Linked DNA regions of Mus musculus: regions 1 and 2 are each linked to region 3. Evidence: chromatin contacts called from public ChIA-PET and HiChIP or PLAC-seq data. All regions are on one chromosome and are shown on one strand. Each heading gives the region's core, a stretch centred on a gene start, on an enhancer-like site or on the middle of the called end of the contact. The rest is flanking DNA. Distances are from core to core; before and after follow the strand shown.

The links. ChIA-PET counts read pairs in DNA pulled down with a chosen protein or histone mark. HiChIP or PLAC-seq counts read pairs in DNA pulled down with a chosen protein or histone mark.
Region 1: a contact with region 3 is called in an H3K4me3 HiChIP or PLAC-seq map of embryonic stem cells, with 6 read pairs. The contact joins the promoter of Hoxb5os here to the promoter of Tbx21 in region 3. A contact is called at or near these places in 3 of 39 promoter capture datasets (embryonic stem cells, liver and pre-B cells), 1 of 115 datasets of contacts at active chromatin or transcription factors (embryonic stem cells) and 1 of 9 other capture datasets (embryonic stem cells).
Region 2: an RNA polymerase II ChIA-PET map of memory CD8 T cells shows a contact between it and region 3, with 7 read pairs. The contact joins the promoter of Skap1 here to the promoter of Tbx21 in region 3. A contact is called at or near these places in 3 of 115 datasets of contacts at active chromatin or transcription factors (CD8 T cells, double positive thymocytes and memory CD8 T cells).

Annotation. Positions count from the first base shown.
Region 1 is chr11:96,304,298-96,308,860 of GRCm38.p6, forward strand. Hoxb5os (homeobox B5 and homeobox B6, opposite strand) reads right to left here and starts at 2,613. Exons shown (of 3, transcript NR_131758.1): 1 at 2,440-2,613. Hoxb5 (homeobox B5) reads left to right here. Exons shown (of 2, transcript NM_008268.2): 2 at 593-1,824. The coding sequence ends at 840. It also overlaps a transcript of Hoxb3 not described here.
Region 2 is chr11:96,462,418-96,466,455 of GRCm38.p6, forward strand. Skap1 (src family associated phosphoprotein 1) reads left to right here and starts at 2,174. Exons shown (of 12, transcript NM_001177899.1): 1 at 2,174-2,333. The coding sequence starts at 2,288. It overlaps Gm11529 (predicted gene 11529), which reads right to left and starts at 2,130. Exons shown (of 3, transcript NR_033524.1): 1 at 1,672-2,130; 2 at 1,154-1,198.
Region 3 is chr11:97,112,908-97,117,072 of GRCm38.p6, forward strand. Tbx21 (T-box 21) reads right to left here and starts at 2,424. Exons shown (of 6, transcript NM_019507.2): 1 at 1,743-2,424. The coding sequence starts at 2,230.

The DNA.
Region 1 (4,563 bases), core at 1,363-3,862, 810 kb before region 3:
TTCTTTCTTTTTTTTTGCCATCAAGAGGGAAAAGTGTCAGAAAGGGTCCCCACAGCTCCATAGATAGAGCCAAACAGTGTTGTTTTCTGGGCGTAGGCATTTAAAAAAAAAAAAAAAAGGCCAGTTTGTTGCCACGTTCAGCTTAGGTTTTGTTTACCTAGCCAGTCACCGGCTTTAGGATGAAAGATGGGATTTGTGTATTGTGAGGAAGGGTCCTGATTATTACAGAAATTTTGAGACTGCTGCTAGCAAAGGGGGAATGGGCTATAAACGGAGCTTTCTAGGGCAAAAGTGCAGTGGCTCTCTTCCCTCCCGGGCGAGCTGCCGCCTGAACCCAGCCTAGGGTGAGGCACTGGGAAGGAGCCAGAGACAAAGCCGGGAGCATTCACTACCATCAGAAGTGGGGGCTGCTGGAGAAGGGGGGGTATGAAGAAATAGAGGCTGGATGCAGGCATCTGGGGTGAGGAGGATGGGAGCTGCGGTGAGCTGGGTGCTGGGGACGCCTGGGTCCTGCTCCCCGCCCCCTCCCACTCAGTGCCCCCTCCTTTAACCGGAATAACGTTGCCTCGGGGCTCTCCTCTAACTGCTCTAGATATGACTGGGCCAGACGGAAAAAGGGCCCGGACCGCCTATACTCGCTACCAGACCCTGGAGCTGGAAAAGGAATTCCACTTCAATCGCTACCTGACCCGGCGGCGACGTATCGAGATCGCCCACGCGCTTTGCCTGTCCGAGCGTCAGATCAAAATCTGGTTCCAGAACCGTCGCATGAAGTGGAAGAAAGACAACAAACTGAAAAGTATGAGTCTGGCTACAGCCGGCAGCGCCTTCCAACCTTGAGCCCATCCGGAGGAGCCCTGGGCGGCCCGAGAGCCCGCACCAACCCCAGCTCGACCCTTCCAATCTTCCCTGCACTGCCGCTGCCCGCTGGGGACCAGTTCCCACGAGCCTGTCACACCCCAGTCCTGTGTTACAATTTTTCGTTTGGTCTTAGGTCTTCCCATGGCTCCCTCTCTCCTGGACTGGTTATCTTGTTATTATTGTTAATAATAATTATTATTATTATTTCCCCCTCCGTGCTCCCCACTTCTCTTGGCTCGCCCCCCCCCAAGTTGCCAGTGTTTCTGAATGTCCTCGTGTCTGTGGTTGCGCTCCTTTCCCCAGGAAAAAGAAAAGAAAAAGAAATTCGCATGTTTAATGTGACTTCCCCTCCCCGTCTGTGTTCTAACTTATTTATAAAAGGATGATGGCTGTATTTTGAGTTTCTGCTGGAAACTTCCATAAGGGGCAGCAGTTGAGGTTGGGTAGTGCTGGGCCCAGCTGAGCTGGCCTGGGAAATGGAGCCCACTGTCTGTGTCTCTTTTCTCCCACCTCATCCTTCTTCAGCCCCACCCAGCCCCCACTCCCTAGGCTCAGGTAGCTTGTTCCTTGGGGTGGGAAGGGAGCTAGGGAAGGGTCAAAGTGTGGACATTGAGAAGAGGAGAGGAAAGGAGCAAGAGCTGAACTCCTGCTGCCTGGTAGGCCCCACAAGGCCTAGTCTGGAAGCGTATGGAATCAGAAATAATCCTCAGTGTAAAATGTCTTGTGATTTTTCTCTGTGAATCCGTGGGTCTGGCTAGAAGGCCCAATGCTGTAAATATGGGGATAGTCTGGGTCAGGCCAATCACTTCCTCTCTCACCCATTTCGCTTCCAAGACCATTTGTAGTGAGCGGGTGGATGCTGTGCTACGTGTGAAATCTGTCTTTGCCAGGCCTGTCTCAGTGATTAGCTTTTGGTATGTCTGTAGCTTTCCTTGAAGTTGAATAAATGTTTCCCCCACTCCAGTGCCCTCTACTTGTCTTTTCTCAGAGGGTCTGACTCTTTCACCATCCAGCACAACCTGGTCTAAGACCATCTTCAATAAATCTAGGGCATAGGGAAGCCCACCAGAAATCCCTCAAAGCCACCTCACTCCCAGGCTTGGCCCACTGAGGCTTGATGAGGGGACTGAGAGGCCCAGGAACTTCACGTGGCCTTCAGCTGGACCCCATCCTGATACTCAGCGGGTATGGAAAGCCTTTGGAAAATGCTCCAGGAAGAGTAATTTGGGCCTAAATTCTGAGCAAGAAGGCCTCTGGTCCTTTGAGTCTGGTAAAGGCCTGCCCAGATGCCCTGTCTCCTGTTCCAAAAGCTCAAATGTTCAGCTCTGCCACCCACTAAGGGGGAGGAAATCTGCTTAGCTTCAAAGGTTTTTTTTTTTTTTGGTCACACTTGGCCTTCTCTATACTTTTCAAGGGGTTCTCCTATCCAGGGGTCCCGACTGACCTTCCCCTCTTGGTTAGGGTTTCTTCTGAAAGACCCCTGGCTCCCCCTCCAGCCTGGTCCAAAACCAGGGCCCAGTTTTCCTCCATCCAGTTGAGCTTCCACCCTGAGCATAAGAGTCAAGTCTGGACACTTACCGGTCAATCCCTTCCAGCTGGGCCCAACTTCTTACAGGACCTGTGGGGGGGGAGGGGGAGCCGGTGAAGAGATGGTGAGGGTCTTGGAGGCTGTTTTGGGTCCTCCTTCCCTCTCACCCCATGACTTTGTCCCCCTTTGCCGAAAGCAAACTACCCCAAAAGTCGCTATGACATTTAGATGTCAAATGGATAGGGGTTTTATCTCGAAGTTAGATCGTAAAAATCGCCGAGAAGTCAGACAGATACCCCTCACTGGCTCGAGAAAGTCACGTGAGGTCCATAAAGTTAGTTTTATGGTTTTGGGGAGTTGACACCGCGCGGTATATTTCACATTCTCCAGAATGTTAAGTGACACTTTAACTGCTCACTGTGGTGGGGAAGGGGGCAGAGGTAGGTGAGCGCTCTTCTAGCTTAGAGCAGCCCAAGAAGGCAGTGCCTACAGCCAGGCCCAGAACTCCACAGTAAGTCGCTTTCAGCTTTCGATTTCTCTCCTTGCAGTTTTGGGGCTTGGGACGGGAGAAGAGAATTTTGTTTCCAATAGGGCTGTAGAATGATACAGGGGAAATTTAACATTAAATATATATATCTAGTTCTGAGAAGTGGGGTGCCTGAAGTGAGGGCTTAGTTCTGTAAGGCTTCAGTGATGGGCGGTGTCTGGTGTTTATGTGCAAGAGCACTGGACTCTGTGGAGAAAGGGGGTCTTGTGGGGTCCATGTTCCTTCAATGTCTTTGGAAATTAGGGGACAAGAAAGAGGGATGTGGACTGCTGGGATAAAGGTTGGTGGGGGGGTGTCTTCAGAGAGATCTCCCTTAGTCCCAAGGAAAGAAACTTTATGGAATTTGTTTGGGGTGTGTTGGGGGCACACTCCGCGCCCCCCCCCCCCGCAGGTCGTTTTTTACCTGGATACATTTAGAGAAAAGGATAGGGAAGGTGGCTGCTGTGGGCTACCTTGCCCTGAAATGTTTTCTGGGTTTTTAACGTCTGCCCCTGCACTCTCTATGGTCTCCCCAGGGTTATCCAGAATTCCGGGAGCTCGGTGCTTTTTATACCCAACTTCATCCTGTTGGTCTTAAATTGATTTCTTTTGGTGGTCTCTTAAGAAGGAGCTTGAGTCAAAATGAGGAGCGGATTGGGGGGTAGGCGGTTCATAGCCTTCAGTTGCAAACCTAATTCCCAACCAGGGGTCTGAAAGATGAGAGCTTCTCTCCAGGTCTGGAAGACAGAGGTGTGTCTAACTATAGCCTGCCACAAATACAGCCTGCCCAGGAACATAGATCCCCAAAGAGACTCAGGTGTTAGTCTTTCTCTTTCCTCTTCTGCCCTCTCCGGGACTCTGAATGCTCTCTTTGTTGTGTACCACTGTAAACCAGAGGGATTTCCACATTTGGACCCCACCATGGAAAACTTGTTTTCTAAGGAAAAGTCAGTCTTCTTCTAACAGCTAGAATCCTCTTACGGATCAAATGGCTGTGTCTCCTCCATGCTTTTCATTGAGATCTCTGGGGCCAGTGACTCAGGTCCTGCTTCCCAAAAGCTCACTGTCTCTAGGTTCACCAACTCCGGTGGATAATTCCTAAAACAGGACTTAGCATTTTGAGGGGCTGTGATCTCTGACAAAGAAGGGCCACAGGGTCTCCCTGTTTCCCATTGAGGGGATAGTGATGCTCTAGCCCTTCTTGTTCTACCCCACCCCTTGCTCTTTCTCTGTTTTTTTTTTTATTTGTTTTTTGTTTTTGTTTTTGAGCCCACTATTCCTTGCCCACATCCAAAATTACTGGAGAGTCTCAATGGGCTTTAGGATCAGAGGAAAGAGACCAAGGGCATGGGAGCCTCACCCTAGCTTAAAGATGCATCTCTCAAAGAACGATGGACATTTACACCCCTTGTAAAGGACACTCTTTTCCACTCCCAAAGGATCAAAGGATGCCAGCAACACTTAAAATATGAATACGCTTTGGAGGTTTGGCTTCTGAGGGCTTCAAAGCAGTTCAAAGAAGTGCAGAGGAGGTGTGCAGCAGTAGCAGAGTCTAACCTGGGGGTTCCATGGGAATCGTTTTTTTTCCTGGCTCCTGGCCTCAGTCTATCTTGCTTTCCAGATCCTTTCAGGGTCCTGAGCCCCAGAT
Region 2 (4,038 bases), core at 924-3,423, 650 kb before region 3:
CCTCTCTCCACCTCCTGCAAGACTCCTTCATGTCGTTTCCATGGCTACCCCCAATCAGATTTGGCTTCCTGCGAAATTGGATTTCAAAGGAGGACAGGGCTTCAAAGGAATTTGTCCATTTAACAGAATGTCATTAGGAGTGAGGCTGCCTGCTGAACCAGGGCCCTCAGATGATTAAGGAGGGGCAGCGCTCATGTGTGGAGGCAGGCTTCTGTCTGCAATGAGGAGCCTTGATGCAACATGACAATAGCGTATTGGAAACTGCCAGTCACCAGCACACACCACCTGACTTACACCTCCCTCTACCTCCATCGCTCCCAAACCCAGTCATCCACAGGGGAAGAGATGCAAGGAGAATATCTACCTTGTGCGGTTTTGCTTCTCCCTAGGTGGCAGGAAGCCTGGGGTTCTGTCCTTTGTCAGACAACTCCTGAGCACCTACCCTATGTGACCATGCTGACCAATGTCCTTAAATAAGGGGACGGGGCACTCTGGGTTCTCTTCAGATCCTAGAAACCTGCCTTTTACTAAAGAAAGAGGGAAGGGCTGTCCTTCTTTTCCCATTGCTGGAAGAAAAATGGAGGAAGTTTGTGCACTAGAGAGGGAAGCCTACCGCCCCCCTTTTGAAGAACAGTTTTATGTTTACAAAAAGAAGCATGTGTGTGAGCCACATAGCCTCCATGTTTAAACATGCACGCACCCCAAGTGATTTTAGAGCAACTTCAGTTTTATCTGGGAGACAGCAAGGTAGGAGGCAGCCTACACCCCCTCTGGAGCCTGGAAGAGGCAGCCCAAGCCTGTCACTATAGCTTCACCCAGTAAGAAGCAACACCATGGATTTGGGTTCTCTGGTGACCCCGACCGGGTTCTATCCCTTCAGTTCAATTTATTGCAACTTATAGGTGGGTTGTGAGGCCCTGAAACCAAGACCACTCCTTCTCAGGCGTCAGGACATGCTAAAGGCCACCAAAGTCCTTAAAAGTGAGGGTTCCTAAACTTGAGACTGCATCTTCCTGGGGTGTGTGCACACACTTATTCCAGGAGACATATACACCTGCCCTGTGCCCTTCTGAACGGTTTCTTGTCTTTGCTCTGCCTTCTACATTGAGATCAATATTATCTCCACCCCCAGGCAGATTAACAAATCGCTTACCTTCCTCCCTTCATGTGTTCCAGGACCACTCCCAATCCTTCTTACCTATTATGGGGATAGAATAGAATGAGAGAGGGAGAGAGGGAGAGAGGGAGAGAGAGAGAGAGAGAGATATGCAGGGGTCACATAATTACAGATAATTTTCTACCTGCAAAGTCTCCCCACCCTTGTAAAACCCCGGAGTCTGGTATTTAATACCAACAGGCATGCGCCAGTCCTCCTCTTGCTCTTTCGTATACCGTCCATGCTGCTCTACTTTCTTCAAGGCCTGTTGTACTATAAAATACCAATCAAATAAACAACCTTTGAGTACTTGTTCACTCACAAGCGGTCCACAAAAATAACAAAGGGTTCCACGTACCACTGCCCAAGTTCGTGCTGTAGCAACATCTTTGGTACCTACTACCACCCAAACTTGATCACTGACTGGCTGTACTTTGAGCGGGGAAGGGCACAGCCCTGTGATCTCGTTGATCACTTTCTTCCTTCCTCTGTTCCGAGAAAGAGCTGTTTCCCACCTTCTCTCAGCCTTTCACCTCCAGAGGGAAGGACATTCCCTCCGTGTCTCTCCATGGGTATTGCCTCTGATGCTGAGTCTTTCAAATGTTGGCGATCGGCATTGTCGCTGGGACTCCAGATTTTAATTTCTAACCAGCAGGGCTTTCCCCGACAGTGCGCTGGATCAGAACTGAGGCACTATATCTTTGGCAAGGACCAAGCTCTTTCTTGGATTCTGCCTCTGCACCCCAGTCCAGGAACAGCCATGGCCTTTTAAACCTACAGCCCCAAGGTCAAACTGCTCAGTGTTTAGATGTTTCCGCCAAAACCTAGCCTCCAAGGCTCTTGGGAATCTAGGCAATTTTTTGGTGAGGGGCTCAAAGGGCCACGCCATTGACTTTGCGTGCCACCTCAGTGGCACCAGTGCACCTGCGCCCGGGGTCCCGGGCTCCCGCCGCCGGCTGCGCGCGCCGCTTCCTGAGCGCGCGACCGGCGGCCCCGCCCAGCGCCTCCCCCCCCCCCCCAGGCGACAGCCGAGGTACAGGTGCCTGGGGTGCAGCTCGCTGCGCCCGCCGTCCGAGCAGGCACACGTCCCTTATCCCGCCTTCTGCTGCGGCCGCCCACTCGCTTCGCCAAATGCAGGCTGTCGCCCTCCCGGAGGAGATCTGTTGGCTCCTGGAAGGTAACTAACTCCTGGTTCAGTGCCAGACCTCTGTCCTGACCCATCCCGTCCGGGAGGGCCTCTCAGTGCTGGGCTGAAGGCAAGAAAGGAGACACTAGGGTACTAGTTCTTTAGCCTGGTCACTTACCTACTATAAGTTCCAGGCTTCCAGAGTCCTTAATCCCCCAATTGTCCCCAAAGCCCTAGCCTCTCTCTCATCCTCAAGGTCCCCACCTCTCCCTTGAGTTACATATTTTCTGTTCCTTCTAGGCATCTGTATCACTTCCAGATGCATCAACACTTCCAGGTCTCTAAGGTCTTACGGGTCAGTTCATGGCCTCCCTTGACACCTTGCTTGGTCTTGAACCTGTCACCCCGGGAAATCCCTGAGGTGTGCAGTGATTAGGTCTCATCCTTCCCAGTCCTGACTCCTCACCTTGTGGAAGACCCACACCTTTCTGGGTAGACATCTCCTAGGCACACAGTAGGGCTCTGGAGATTTATGGTCTTTGGGCCAAGCCTGGTGGTTAGGGGACGTCTTATAAGTGTGAGAGTCATTTCCTAACCTGAAGACTTCTAGGGGTGTCATAAACCTCAGAGTATGGTGTCCTTCCCTTCCCTAAGTGTCCTGTTGTGATGGTTTCACCTTTAAAACTGTCCTTTACAGTTAAGGTCACACTTTCCGACACTCAACATACACTCCGAAGAGACTTCCCTGATGGACGGTATCTTGTGCTTGGCTCCCATGGTGAAAATCAGTTTTACTCATTTTCCTATGACTGCCCTTCCCTTCCTGGGAGGACAGAAACCTGGAATCTGCAGTTGCATAAGGGTCTCAAGAGGAAACCGCTCAGAATTAAGCCTTTCGGCATCCAGGCGACACATCTGACACATCGTTAACAGATGGCCTGCTTTGGGCAGGTCATGATTTTGGCAAGCTGCATTCTTTCCAGTTTCTCTCAATTTAATTGGTTTTATATCTCCATTACCTTGTTATCTTGGGTATAAATGCCTCCTAATCAAGGATTTGGCCAGTGCTTTTGGATTCTGTCTGTAGCCCTGTTTCTATTCTGGATAGCGTCTCTGTAAGAGTTGGCGGCTATGTGTTTCTTTTGAGGCGATGTTTCAAAAATCTATTTTAGAAAAAGGTTTTTATCTATTTTTGGAGTGTATTGTGTGGGTGTGCATGTGCCACAGCCTGTTTGTGGAGTTCGGGTGGCAACTGTTGGGAGTTGGCATTCATCTTGCATCTTCTGGTGATGGGGATAGAACTCATGTCTTCAGGCTTGGTGGCAAGCACCTTTAGTCACCACCACCCTCTCTTGTACTTAGGGGATTGAATCTAGAACCTTACACAGGGTCATTAGACATTCCACTACTGAGCTATGTTCTCTAAATTATCTAAAAATCCACTTAGCTTGTAAACCAAGAAACTGTAGAAATAAAGTTATTTGGAAGATAGAAGAAATCACCAGGCATCTAACGAGATTTAGCCAGTGCTGGTTCAATATTAGGTACATAGAGGAAGTTGTACAATTGTCTTTGGTTTTTAGAGAAGGAATTGCAGCCACAAGTTGAATTCTACCCTTGTATTTAAAGACCGAGTGTCTCTTTTTATTGGTGTCAGTCATTTTATGAGAAGAAACCCACTTTACAAGCTTGCTAAATGTCACTTCAGTTTGGTGCACAGGCATCAATAGAAAAATTCCCTCTTATTTTCAGAGGC
Region 3 (4,165 bases), core at 1,174-3,673:
TGCGGGACTAGCGTAAGCCACTGGTTATCCCAGCAACTCAGAATTCGTGGGTATGAAACGGGCCAGCCCTGCCTGGCTCGCCTAGAAATAATGGAAGCGAAAGCACTTGGGTGTACCACGCAGGGCTTTCAGACAGTGTAGGTGGCTGTGGAGAATGGAGAAAAAAGGAGCAGACAGGTGCCATCTGAGGCCTGGTCCCAGCTGGGGAACCTCCGAAGAGTCCCCTGCTGTCTCTAGGTCTGTTTCTCTATGCAGTGAGAGACAGGGACTTCTGGATCCTTCCAGTTCAGACATTCTCTAGGACCAGCAACCTGGCCAGTGCCAGAGACACTCAGAGAAGGATTGGGGGAGCAGAGGAAACTCCTCAGAAGTCTTTGCGGATGAAGGATGAGCCAAAAACCAATCAAATGTTTTATTCTCAGTTCATCCCCGCGAGGAAGAACTCAGCAGCCTGAAACCAGCTGTAGTTAGCAGCTATCTGCCCTCTCCCCACATCATCCGAAGGGAATATACTCTAGCAGTGCCTCCTGGGATCCGGCAAGGGTTTCTGTCCCCCTCCCAGAAACCCCACCCTTGCAATCTCTCAATTACATTTTGAGTCTCCATCCTAATACCGCACATCCTAACTCACTAATGGCAAAGTTCTGGCTGGTCCTCACTGGGAAAGGTAGCTGCCTCTTCCCATAAGACACAAGAGGGTCCACTCGAGGTGTTGCATACTATAAATGACCCCTCAGAAACTGCAAGTTTCTCTTTCTTCAGCAAAGAGACTCGATCCGGAAGCAGCAGGCTGAGCCACAAACCATACCACTAATGCAACAGGCTTAGGGGACCCCCTCCATCTTCCCCCAGGCTGGACTGATGAATAGCTGGGTGAGAAAGTGGACATATTTTTAGGGACTAGCCTCAAAGAGCACAGTGCAAGACTGGACACCAGCTGCAACTGGTCTTGAACTTGGCACGTTCAGGCCCTCGGCATTTATTTGTGCCTTTATAAGTTTTGCTGCTTCCCACCTCTCTACACAACACACACACACACACACACACACACACACACACACACACTCCTCTCTCTCTCTCTCTCTCTCTCCCTCTCTAGACATATGATCTCAAAGTAAGACCGGAAAAGAAACTTGGCGACCGCTTCTCCATGTCACCAAATCCCAGTCTGCTCCCCCCCTCCCCCATACACCAAAGCTACCCTAAGCACAGCAGTAGCAAAGGAACAGGCACACTGAGATCTCAAAAAATATTCTGCCCCCAACACTTCAATTTCCCGAATACCTAAGGACCGAAAGGCGGTCAGTCAGGTCTATAACACACACTCCTCGCTGCCCACTGAGATCCCAGACTGAGGCAAGGAGCAAATTAACCCCCTCCAGTCCCCCACCCCCCACCCCCCACCGGCCAACTCTCGGTGAAGCGAGAGTCATCCTTTCCTCTGCACCAAAGTAACTTCTAATTGCGCCCACAGCATCATCCTTTTTGAGCCCTCTGATACCCTCAGCACCCGCGGCTCTCCGGAGCTTGCGGTGCCCTCCCCGCAACCCTGCTCCCCCGTCTCCTAAAACTGAAGCTCAGTCTACGAACACAAAGACTCAGCAACCTGCAGCTTCAAATTTTGATTTCAAAAAAAAAAAAAAAAAAAAAGAGGAAAGTCGTTGTTCCGGCGGGCCACCGAGGCCAGACTCCCGCCGGCTCCGCCCTGCGAGCTCGCTGCGCTCGGCGCGCACCTCACTCACCGTCCTTGCTTAGTGATGATCATCTCTGTCTGGTGCTGGTTGAACTTGGACCACAACAGGTGGTTGCTGAGCGCGACTCTCAGCTTCCCAGACACCTCCAACCCCGCGGGCAATGCGTAGTCCTCGCGCGGCCCTGGGTAGAGCCCCGCGCGCGGGTCAGGGGCAGGGTAGCCATCCACGGGCGGGTAGCCCTCCGCACCCGCGGGCGGCGGGAAGAACTCGCCAGGCCCGGGAAAGCCAGCCACCTGAGCCCGGGGCGGGTAGGCGAAGGATCCAAGGAAGCGACCCGGCGCGGCAGGCACCAGGGCGCCCCCAGAGTAGGGCGTCCCCAGGCTGCTACCTGCGCGGCGATCGGTCGGGTCCTGTGCGCCCGGCTCGGGATAGAAGAAACGATGCTGTTGGTCCGCTCCGGGCCCCCGGCCCTCGTCACTCGGCATCGGCTCGGTGCCGGTCAGCATGTCTCCGCAGCCCGGCTCCACGATGCCCATCCGAGGCGGGCTGGGCGCCTTCCAGCAGCCGTCGAAGAGACCCGAGGGTCCTTAGGGCTGGGGCGACGGGGGCGGCGTCCGAAGACCAATGAAACTTCACTGGAGCGGGAGCTGGGACGCTTGGCTCCTGAGCGCGCGTTGGATAGGCGCGCAGCTGCTCCTGGGCTTTCTCTGCAGCCCGCGCTGTCACTAGCGGCGCGGCGGCCTTTGCTGTGGCTTTATGAAGCTCCTTGGGTCCCCTCACCCCGCCACCTTGGCCCCGCCCCGCCCCGCCCCCTCGTGGCTAATACAGCGCGAATTCGCTTTTGGTGAGGACTGAAGCCCCGACCCCCACTCCTAAGTGTAAGTCTCTTGTCGCCCCAATCTGGGAAAGAGTCAACCTGCCACCTGAAACTCTGAAACTTCGAGGAGAGAAACGGTTTCTCTCCCCCAGGAAGTTCCGCCAGTCCTGGAAGGCACAGCAAAGGCCCTTTCCCCAGATGGGACCATCTGAGCATTCTCACGCCTCTGGCAGGCTCAGAGCTACTTAGACTATCCATAGTCAACAGATATTTGTTGCTGCCTCCTGTATGCCCAGGCTTTGTGACTTTACACAAAGTGTTTGCTCGCTGTCTCTTGTCCGCCGCCCCCACCCCCCATCGCTAGCCTCCCACCCCACCCCCCAGGCCCGAGGATGATGCTTGTCCCTCTAGCCCAGGAGGAAACTTGGAAGCTGTCTCCCAAGAAGATTGCACCCAAAGCAGCCCACGGTGGGCTGGGCTGGCTGAAATGCTCCCACAAAAGCTCGTTCACGTGGCAGCGTAACAGCTAGCGAAAGACACGGGAAGTAGCGCTTGGCTGTCAGTGTTCAGAGTCCCAGGGCTGACTCTGACTGTGACTCGGGTGTGTAGGACCTGGGTAAGTCACTTCCTTTGCCTGAAAGTCCCTCAGGCCTGATGGGGTAGGCTGGGGAAATAAATATTCGTATTGGGGGTAGGGGCTGTGTACCTTATACCAACCGGTGTCTGTGTGCCTCTGTTTCCATTCTATTATAGAAAAAAACAAAGGTATGTAGTCCAAGCTGGCTGACAGGGAGCCCAGCACCTGCTCTGATGGAGACAGACAGTCCTTCCTCCGCTGTTCTATTCCAATAACTACGGTAAGTCCTGCATTTTGAGAAGAATCTCACCTCCTAACTGAAAATGAATCCATTGGGAGTTTTCTTTTGAAATAAAAAGCATCCCCGGGGTCTGGGATATAGTTCAACTGATGGAGTGCCTGCTTAGCATACACCCACGCTTCTGGTTCCACCCCCAGCTTTGTATAGATGGGGCATGGTGGCACATGCCTGTCATCCCAGCACTTGAGAGGGTTGGTAGAGGATCAGAAGTTTAAGGTCATCTTCAGCTACAATTTGGGCCAGCCTGGGTTACAGGGGATCTTATCTCAAAAGTAAGTAAATAAGAAGTAAAGTATCGTTTAAGAGTTACTTGGGCTGGAGAGATGGCTCAGCGGTTAAGAGCATTGACTGCTCTTCCGAAGGTCCTGAGTTCAAATCCCAGCAACCACATGGTAGCTCACAACCATCGGTAATGAGATCTGGCACCCTCTTCTGGAGTGTCTGAAGACAGCTACAGTGTACTTACATATAATAAATAAATTAATTTTAAAAAAAGACTGGTGATTTTATATCATCCTGGGCATATCACATCCATAAAGTAGGAATTGGGGCTCTGCACCAGGCGCTTTTTCTTGTGTTTCCTCTTCTCCTCTTCTGGAGAGTGATGAAGGAGACCCTTGCGAGTGAGGCATAATCTCAGAGGGAGGGCGTCACCGCCAGGAAGCAAGTTACTTGTTATTGTGTGTGGACATCTGTGCCATGGTGCATGTTTAGAGTTCAGAGTCCAGCTGTGTGGGGTCAGTCCTTTCTTTCCATCCTTATGTGGGTTCTGAGTC